Regions from separate parts of the Mus musculus genome. Here region 1 is linked to region 2. Evidence: chromatin contacts called from public Hi-C data. All regions are on one chromosome and are shown on one strand. Each heading gives the region's core, a stretch centred on a gene start, on an enhancer-like site or on the middle of the called end of the contact. The rest is flanking DNA. Distances are from core to core; before and after follow the strand shown.

The links. A called contact is a pair of places that touch in the nucleus more often than the background predicts.
Region 1: a contact with region 2 is called in a Hi-C map of liver, with 4 times the contacts expected there. The contact joins two enhancer-like sites. A contact is called at or near these places in 1 of 39 promoter capture datasets (liver) and 1 of 484 Hi-C or Micro-C datasets (liver).

The regions. Positions count from the first base shown.
Region 1 is chr8:123,812,056-123,816,644 of GRCm38.p6, forward strand. All of the region lies in intron 1 of Rab4a (RAB4A, member RAS oncogene family), which reads left to right. Among named protein-coding and RNA genes, the nearest start is that of Rab4a, 8.4 kb to the left of the region's middle. Within about 2 kb of position 1,281, at least 33 of the 459 cell types and tissues checked have an H3K27ac peak or open chromatin away from gene starts, as enhancers often do. A contact at or near this core is called in liver, where this site is marked.
Region 2 is chr8:123,239,164-123,244,191 of GRCm38.p6, forward strand. It overlaps Vps9d1 (VPS9 domain containing 1), which reads right to left. Exons shown (of 15, transcript NM_028200.2): 14 at 4,525-4,629; 15 at 3,193-4,026. The coding sequence ends at 3,933. 4933417D19Rik (RIKEN cDNA 4933417D19 gene) reads left to right here. Exons shown (of 3, transcript NR_045849.1): 2 at 311-515; 3 at 2,636-3,196. Among named protein-coding and RNA genes, the nearest start is that of Spata2l, 5.4 kb to the left of the region's middle. Within about 2 kb of position 3,413, at least 6 of the 459 cell types and tissues checked have an H3K27ac peak or open chromatin away from gene starts, as enhancers often do. A contact at or near this core is called in liver, where this site is marked.

The sequences.
Region 1 (4,589 bases), core at 31-2,530, 570 kb after region 2:
GCTCCGTGAAACCCTGTCTTTAAAAAAGATAAAAGAAAAGGAACCATGTTATATAACAGGACATAAGGGAAGGAAGCATGGTGTACTTATAGGTTGGTGGTTGGTTGGTTTTAGGTTTTTTTTTGCTCTTTTTTTGTTGTTGTTGTTTTGTTTTTTGCTTTTGTTTTTTGAAGCTTGTCTACGAGTTCTAAGGAGCTGGGTGTGTTGGCACAGCCTTTAATCTTAGAACTCCCAGGGCAGAAGCAAGCAGATCCAGCCAGATCTACATAGAGACTCCTGTCTAGCCAGGGCTTCAAAGTGAGACCTTGTTTCAAAAGCAAGAATTCCAAAGGTAGTTTATGTTGTGAAAGACTCGGTCAATACAAATTGGTGTGTGATGATGGTGAATTTGACACGTACTGCTGCGCCCAAACAAGTCCCGCCTCCAACAGCATGTCACAGCACCCATTGGCTGAGTCTTGTGGCTGTTTCTACTTCCTCTGGTTTTGTTTATTTTTGTTGTTACTTTGTTGTTTAAAGGCAGGGTTTCATACTGGAGAAATGGCTCAGTGCTTAAGAATACTTGCTGTCTTCCAGATAACCCAAGTTCAATTCCCAGCACCCATATCAGGTAGCTCACAACCTCCTGTCAGTCCAGTTCCAGGGGCACCCAACAGATCTGGCCTCTACAGGCACCATATTCATGTCCCACCCCACCAATACACACGTGTGCGAGCGAGCGCGCGCGCGCGCGCGCACACACACACACACACACACACACACACACACGTATGATTTAAAAAACAAAAAGACAGTGTTTTATGTAGCCCAGGCAGGCCTCAAACTGCTTTGTAGCCCAGGCTAGTCTTGATCCTGATCCTCCTGACTCCACCTCCTGAAACATATGACAAGATTGAGCCACCATACCTGGCCCCATCTTCTCACAGGTACAAGTGTGCTTTGGCTTTTTAGCCTTATGGAGTCAGTGATATTTAGATGGAAAAAAGGGACACTATTCATAAAGTGCTCATAAATTATGAATGGGAGGTCTATTTTAGAGAGATGTTTATCATTTTCTTTTCCAACATAAATTTTTAATCATGCAGAAAAGCGAGTGGAGGTTTAAAAACAAAGCATTTTGTCATAGCTGGCTCTGTACGTAGAGTGTGCATTTAGCAGCCCCCCTGGCTTCTGGTGTGCCTGCTATAGTGGTTTGCTGGATGCTGAGAAAGAAAACGCAAGTCTGAGCGCAGTCCATGGGTCCTCTGCTCTCGCTCAGGATCAAAGTCAAACCTTCTTTCAATATTAGAAAGTAAACTCTCGTCTTTGGGAACAGAGGGTCCAGGTGACCTGTCTCCGTCCTCTGTGCAATCCATGGACAGCCAGCCAAAACAGGCTTTGATGTGAATCCATTTGAGAAACAATGCTTTTGCTCTCAGAGAAGATGAAACAAAAAAAGCCAAAAATAAATAGACACTTGACGTGGAGGCCTGGTTTTATTATTGTGTTTGTGACAGAAATCAGACAGTCCCATTGTGGTGGTGGAAACGGAACTAATAAAACCTGTCCTGTAGATCGAGTTTCCTGGACTGGGGAGATCACGTGGGCACCTCATGTAGCCTGAAAATAGGCAAAACAAGTCTCCCTGCCGAGGACACAGGTCTGGAGCCAAGGGCCCTGCCAAGCCTTAGAGCAGAGCGTGAGAGGACCTGGTTCTGCAGCCGCCAGCTTCTGGGGTGCTCCTGGAGAGACTGTGAGAGTCAGATGGGGGCGGGGTGGCCGAAGAAGTAACAGGGTGACAAGCCAGGCCTTGGGTACTGATCCAGGGGCTGCGGGGCACATTTGTGCTCAGGATGCAGCTCAGAACCCCAGTGGAGAACACCAGTGCAGTCAGTCGCTGGCTTCATTGTTACTGTTTGCAGGATGACTCCCCTTTGTCCCAGCTCATGACAACCTGGTAGCCTCTCATTCACCCCGGTCTCCAACGCCCTGTGTAGGCAGGGGTGACCTTCAACTTCTGAGGCTCCTGTCCCTACCCTCTGAATGCAAGATTATAGGTGTGCACCACCCCGCCCAGTTTATGGATACTAGTTATCAAACCCAGTGTGTTGTGTAGGTAAGGCAGGCTTGCTACAGTCATAAAACATTACAAATGTTCTGGTCCATTCTTCAGGAACAGTTCCTGCTCCTTAGTTAAGAGTGCTCATGGACAGACTGTTTCTAGTTGTTGCCAGGCCTCAGCTTTCAGGTCTGGTCGAAACCCTTCTGACATGAATGATGGTCCTCTGACCACTGCTACACTGAGGACTTTCCCAACCTGAGAAGCAGGTATGTGCCTTAGTCATCTTATCTGTGGATGGGAGTGAAGCCATATACTTCTTGCCCAGTGTACTGATACCCAGAACTCAGACCCACTATGAGATATGCCTAGATCCCACATGCAGCTGGATGACCAAGAGGCTAGCCTTCATCACCCCTACTGATGTGACCAGATTTTGTCGACTAACGGTGAGCCATATGGATCCAAGGCTAACTATGCTCAATGGTGGGAGTGCACAGTGGTACCTCAGACCCATTAGGCCTCTAGAGCATGGACACGGTCCCTCTGTCCAGTATACTGTTTGGAGGACACATGCTTTCTGTGTGAGCCTGTGGTGGCCTGATCATAGAACTCATCACAATAGGAGGTCAGACTTTTCAAAGACGATGAGACCTCAAGTCCCTGCCCTCAGTGGGTCAAAGCTGACACCCCAGGAGCCAGCTCCCCGTAAAGGAAGAGCTGAGAGCCAGCTGACTGTTCTCTGTGTGGCATGTGTCAAGGCACCTCAGGCCAGCCCATTGACTCAGCCTCCAGTCAAGCTAGCTGTTCACACTGGGTGGGGTAACCCACACCTGTAATCACAATACTTGGGAGGCAGACGCAGAACCCCAGGCTACATAGTAAGACCCTGTCTGAAAAGGAAAAGCTATTCAGCTCTCTCCCTCTTTCTCTCCTCTCTGTCTCTCTTTTTAAGTGAACTATTCTGAAAATCATCTTGACAGATTATTTGCCCTTGTTTCTTTATAGAGTTTGCCAGGTTTCATCCTTCCGTTAACCTAATCAACTTCAACAGTCTACTCTTTTTTTTTTTTTTTTTATTTATTTATTATATGTAAGTACACTGTAGCTGTCTTCAGACACTCCAGAAGAGGGAGTCAGATCTCGTTATGGATGGTTGTGAGCCACCATGTGGTTGCTGGGATTTGAACTTCGGACCTTCGGGAAGAGCAGTCGGGTGCTCTTACCCACTGAGCCATCTCACCAGCCCCAACAGTCTACTCTTTAATACACTTAAGATTTGTTCCTGACTGAGGGCGTCCATCCGAATTGGGCGTCGTTATCTTTAGCTCACTGTGTCCTGCACTGGCGCTGACCTCTCTCCTTTTGGGCTGCCTTTCCCTCAGGAGGGCAGCAGACGCTGCATTTTCCTGAAATACGCGTGCCCTTCATGCCGAGCCCTGCCAGCTCTTTAGGTTGTTGCTGTCCGCAGACATTTGGGCTAGCCGTCATCAGAGTCATCTGCTGGCTATCTTATCTTGCTTTGTCCTCAGCTCCTGACTGACCTGGTGACTGATGCATCTGTACAGAGGACTGGCCAGTACCTCAGCCTCACAGCTGTGTGGGATCATTTCTGGCCACCTTCTCTTCTCCTGCTTCAGGTGTTCATTTCCCTGGCTTTACTCTGGGTGCTTTCTGCCCCCTTCCCATCCCTGACTGCATCCATCCTGAGGTCAGAGTTCCTGGCTCTTCAATAAGCCGTGGTCCATACCCTTCCCAGATACCCCGCCCTTCACTCCCAGGTCCAGAGTCTGCATTTGCTGCCACTGTGTCTCTGTGTTGCTAGAAGATGTGCTTTGCAACATCCTGGCCCAGTCTTCTACCAGATCTGCTGCTCTAAGGCTGCAAGCTTTGTAGGGGCTGGTGGTCAGGATTCTGCCCCACCTCAAGGGCACAGACTTCACCAGGGGGCCTTTCATGGTCAGCCTGTGAGGGAGGCTACTGTGGCCTCAACCTTGTTGGCTCACAGGATTTTCCAGCTGGATCTGCCACTCAGTATCTCAAAATAGACTCTCCTTGCATCCTTTGACATCCCTTCCATTGGTCTTCACATCTCAAACTCTAAGCATGAAAGCAAGGAAGCCCTAGATCTTCCATCCTGCCTACCCAAAGCCAAGCACCTGTTCGACCAGAAGAGGGACCCTGGAGGGTGCACAATTCAAGGGCCTCCATCCCTCTATGGCCTGCGGAAATCTCAACTTCAAAGTGGCAACCTGAAGGGAACACTAAGCAGGCATTGTAGAACTTGTGTTCAAAGCTCTCTACTGTGAGGCTGGGTGTCCTGGAAGGGGGCCACCATGTTTGTGTCTCCTTACTGCTTTCTCCTTCCTTGGAGGAAGTGGGCAGCATTCCTGGGAGGATCAGGTCATTGTCTCCTGAAGTCTAGTGCTGGCAGAGTGCAGGTGGTGAATACACGCTCTCTCTCTCTCTCTCTCTCTCTCCCCCTCTCCCTCACTCTCTCTCTCTCTCTCACACACACACACACACACACTTGCATGCACGCACACTTGCA
Region 2 (5,028 bases), core at 2,163-4,662:
AAGAGGGCATCAGATCCTGTTACAGATGGTTGTGAGCTACCACGTGGTTGCTGGGAATTGAACTCAGGACCTCTGGAAGGGCAGTCAGTGCTCTTAACCACGGAGCCACCTCTCCAGCCCACTGTGATTTTTTTTTCTTAATATTCTATACATAGCTAATAGTAGTTGTTACTGTTTCTGTAGTTTTTGGTTATGGCTACTTCTTGTTACTATATAGGATTTTCAGTGGAAAAATTGCTATTCATCCATAGTTTAGAAATGCTGATGAACTAACCCAAAGGCACAGCTTTTTTTTCTTCTTCTTCTTCAGCCAGCCACAAAATGACAAGCTGGTACTCGACAAGGCCAAGGCCACGTTTAGTGAACTCTTGCAGCCCCATGGTAACAAGCACTGGGATAAAGGAATTCAAGTCAGGCGTCTCCTGGGTGCTGCCGGAACCAAAAGAAGTTGGACTTCAAGGTGGAGGCATAGGCTCAACATCATGCCGAGGAAATCCAAAGCGATGCCGGGAGAGGTATGGCGATTTCTGTTGCAGTTCAGCTGCAATCTTCAGAAAGCCGGGGCCAGCTGGTACGAGAGCTAGGGGAAACTCAGTAGGAAGCATCAGTGCTGAGAACTCAGCTCCAAAGCAACCAAGAAGCTGTGCATAGAATAAGCAAAAGCTTAGAAGGCACAAGGCGATCCTGCAGACAGTGTCTTCACAGGCGACACCGTGGGCAGCAGAAATGGGAGGACAACGGGCTCGTTAAGGGTCCTGTGGGAGGCTGGGGCTGTGGGTTAGATGTGTGAGTGCTTGCCTGGCGTGTAGAAAGCCTGGTTCCTACATATGATGTGCAAGTGCTTGCCTGGCATGTAGAAAGCCTGGTTCCTACATACGAGTACATTACCTAACTCAACGAGAGCAGAGGCTGTAAATCTATCGGTTGGGAGGTAGCTGGTGATCAGGCAGGAGAATTAGAAAGTCAAGGTTATCCTTGCCGTAAAGCAAGCTAGGGGCTATCCTTGAATATATGAGGCTTTGTCTTTAAAGGGGGGGGGGTCAGTCAGCTGGGAGGACAAAGCACAACTTTGATCCCAGCATTTGGGAGGCAGAGGTAGGTGGATCTCCGTGAGTTCAAGGCCAGCTTGGTCTATAGAGCAAGTTCCAGCTAGGACAGTCAGGGCTACACACACACACACACACACACACACACACACACACACACACACAAATCCTGTGTCAAAAAAAAAAAAACCAGAACAAACAACAAACAAAATTTGTATAAAGATTAGTAAAACAATAGAGTATTAGCTGAAATGTTTTCTGATTGTCTATAAGAAATTCACAGCCGGACATGGTGAACACACCTTTAATCCCAGCACTTGAAAGGCAGAGGCAGCAGCAGGTGGATTTCTGAGTTCGAGGCCAGCCTGGTCTACAGAGTGAGTTCCAGGACAGCCAGGGCTGCACAGAGAAACCCTGTCTCGAAAACAACAACAACAACAACAACAACAACAAAACCAACAACAACAAAACCAACAACAACAAAAAAAGAAATTCACAGGCAAAGTGAATTTTGAATTATGAGTTTCAGTTATATACAAAAAATGATTCTGACACGCACGCACGCATGCACGCACACATGTACACACACAGAGGAGCATCGCTTGCACAACTGGCTTCATCTTAGTGCCATGGTCAGCTGAGCAGCACTGCGTGGTCTCTCCCAGGGTGTGCCGCAGTATGTTCTGATTTTATCCCAACCCAACAGGTACTCTCAGAACTGGGATTTACGTTAACCCAGTAACCTTGGTTCTGTGAAGTGGGGCCTTAAAACTGACTTGAAAGTCAGAGCAGGGGCTGGTGAGATGGCTCAGTGGGTAAGAGCACCCGACTGCTCTTCCAAAGGTCTGGAGTTCAAATCCCAGCAACCACATGGTGGCTCACAACCATCCACAACCATCTGTAACGAGATCTGACTCCCACTTCTGGAGTGTCTGAAGACAGCTACAGTGTACTAACATATAATAAATAAATAAATCTTAAAAAAAAAAAAAGAAAGTCAGAGCGGAAGCCTGCAGCAGGTCCATTACCATAAAACTCAGTAGTCCCCTGGCATTCCCGTCCAAGGTCTCTACACCTCACCAGAGCACGAGCCTCGAGGAGCCGACAGTGCCGACGATCCAAGTCAGCTGAGACACACGGTATCTGTTTTAACATTCATTCATCTTTCATTCATTTTTTGAGACAGGGTTTCTCTGTGCAGCCCTGGCTGTCCTGGAACTCAGTTTGTAGACCAGGCTGGCCTCGAACTCAGAAATCCACCTGCCTCTGCCTCCCAAGTGCGCCTCCACTGCCCAGCAAGTGCTCTTAACTACTGAGACATTTCTCTGGCCTAGCTGAGACCCGAGTCTGTGCTATTCCTGACGCAGGTGAGTGGGAAGTAGCTGCTGGGGGCTTCCGGCCCATTCCCAATCCGCAGAGATCGCGACCATAGGTCAAATGCCCCAGGAATGGGTGTCGTGCCCAGGCTGACCTGGGCCCACCACTTGCTTTTGGTGTCATGGCCTCAGGCTTCTCTTGCACCATTTGCAGACTGGACTCTGAGGTCAGCCTACGAGGCTCCAAGATGCATGTTCTCCATTTCCTTGCAGGTTGGAACACAAGTGTTCAATAAATGCCCAATAACCAAGTTACATCTAGCCTGACTCCAAGAGGCTCCAACGACCCCACTACTACTGCCGTCTGGGACTGGAAACTCCCCCGTGTCCTGCCACCACCTCCTCACAGCAACCCCAGCTGCCATGGGTATTTCCTTTCTTGGGTGGGTCAGCTCGCCTCCGTGGAAGATGCTGCCTGTGCTCGGATGCCAGCATCACCCTAGGGCCCCAGCAGAACCAAAGGGCATCGCTGTGTGGGACAGTCCATTGTGTGTGAGAGTAGGCTGAAGATTACTCAGGCGCCTTCAGGGAACTGCTGTGGGCTCAGGACTACAGTAATGACTCAATTCCAGCCGTCCTAATGGTACCCTGCAGACACTTGCTATCCCAGAGCGGGGAAGTCCACAATTTCCTGGCTGGGAACAGCCCTGGGAAGAGACTGCTTCTGTGCAGAGGATCTGGGGTTGGGCTGTCAGCTGTGATCTCTAGGAGGCTGGCTGTGTTGCCTGAGTCTTGGCTGCCTAGTGGGTAAACGAACAAGTCACATGGACTTCGGTAGAGTGACTTCTTTATTTTAGGCTGAGTTGGTAGCCACTTGGAGACATATAACAGTCTAGGGGCTGACCTCTAGACTCTGACATTGAAGAGTCTGTACAACTGTATTTGTTAGCCAGTGTCCTGAACATATTTCACTGTCCCCAACCAAGATAAGCCCAGGGCAGGATGTCCTGGACCTTGGTAGGAGAAAGGCTCATAACCCAGGCCTGGGCAGTGACACCCGGGCCAGCAAAAGCAAACAGGGCAGTTGCTACCTGGTAAATAAACAGTACAGCCTCACACTACCTACACCCAGTTCTCTGGGGGCAGGGTAAAGCCCACTTGTGACTAACAAGAAACTGGCTCACACAAACTTGGGCTGTCTCAGGAGACTGGAGGCATGTAAAACTAGATTGGCCCGGCAAGGTTCCCAATACCCATTTCTGTGCTGATACCCCAGTGGGGGCTGCCTAGTGTCCATGAGAAGAGGTCAGAGCCATCAATCAGTGCTGCAGGCTCCCCAGGGAACGGCAGCTAGATTTCTCCTATGGGGTCTGGGGCAGGCCTGACTCAGCCAGCCATGCCCTGTTAAAGAGGCACTGTCCTAGGCCTCCAGGACAGATGCATGGTAAAGAAGGTGAGCAAGTGCTATAGAGTGCTACCACAGCAAGCTGGCCTTCAGTGTCCCCACACCAGATATGCAGTGCAGCGTGGAGGTCCCGTGGCTCCTTTGGTCTGTGAGGTCCAGCCACCACTACTTGTCCAGCCGTCCCCGGGACAGAAGTTCCACATAGCTCAGGGCGCTCTGCAGTGATGTCAGACAATACCCTTCTTCTCCAATCAAGTACCTGTGTGGAGTGGGGAAGGACGTGTCGACTGAGAGGACAGATGGACAAGCCTAGGCCGCCAGAGGGCAACATCTTCCCTTCTTGCTTGGGCAATGACTCGGTCACGGGTAGAGTTGCTAGAGAGCTGGGTCAGGGCGGACCTTTCCCCACTGTCAGTCCAGGTCCTGTGATGGCCCTGTGGTGCATACTGCTCTTCCCCGGGCAGATGCTGATCAGAGACACCCTCTGGCTCCTGCACAGGGTCCTCTGAAGGCTACAGAGCATGCGGGTAAGAGTGTCCCATGCACAGTGGATCTCAGAGGGATGTCCGAAAGTGGCGGTGGTGCTGCGGGCCCCCTTGTGGCTTCCACGGCTTACTATAGCCATTGCTTTTGTACTGGGGGGGGTGAGGTTCCCTTGTCCCCCCTTGTCAGAGCTGCTCTGTCCCCAGCTCTTCCCACAGAGACCCTTCCCCCACATCAGCCTCCTAGTCACCCACTAGCCTGGGCCCCTTCCTACCCCTCATGAGTGAACTCTTCCAGGGCCGCACACTCTGACACCAGCTGGGGGAGGCCGCTTCTCAGCACCACGAAGGACAGGATGGGCAGCAAGTCATCAGCACCGCTGCTGGGCAAAGGCCAAGAGGTCGGTCTGTGGGACCAGGGCCGAAGGGACACGCGCTCTGCCTCTCTGGAGCCATCTTGGCCAGGCTGGCTATAATCCTTGTACCCCTGTCCCCCAACAGCCCAGGAGACCTCCTGGCCATAGTAATACTGGGCCCAAGTAACACTCTCAATGGCAGGATACACTAGGTCTCTTCTGATGTTCTACTTGGCTATGGACTTAGGTGCTTTTGGAAGCTTGGGAGCAAATGCCTGAGACTAGAAGATAATCACCTCTGCACTAGGTCCTCTGGGCCCGGCTCAGGAGAGCTCTAGCTGCACTAGTCAGGGTACACATGAGAGCTTCTTGGAAGAGCATGGGACCAAGAGGTGAGGGGCAGCTGGACCCCGAGGCTATGGC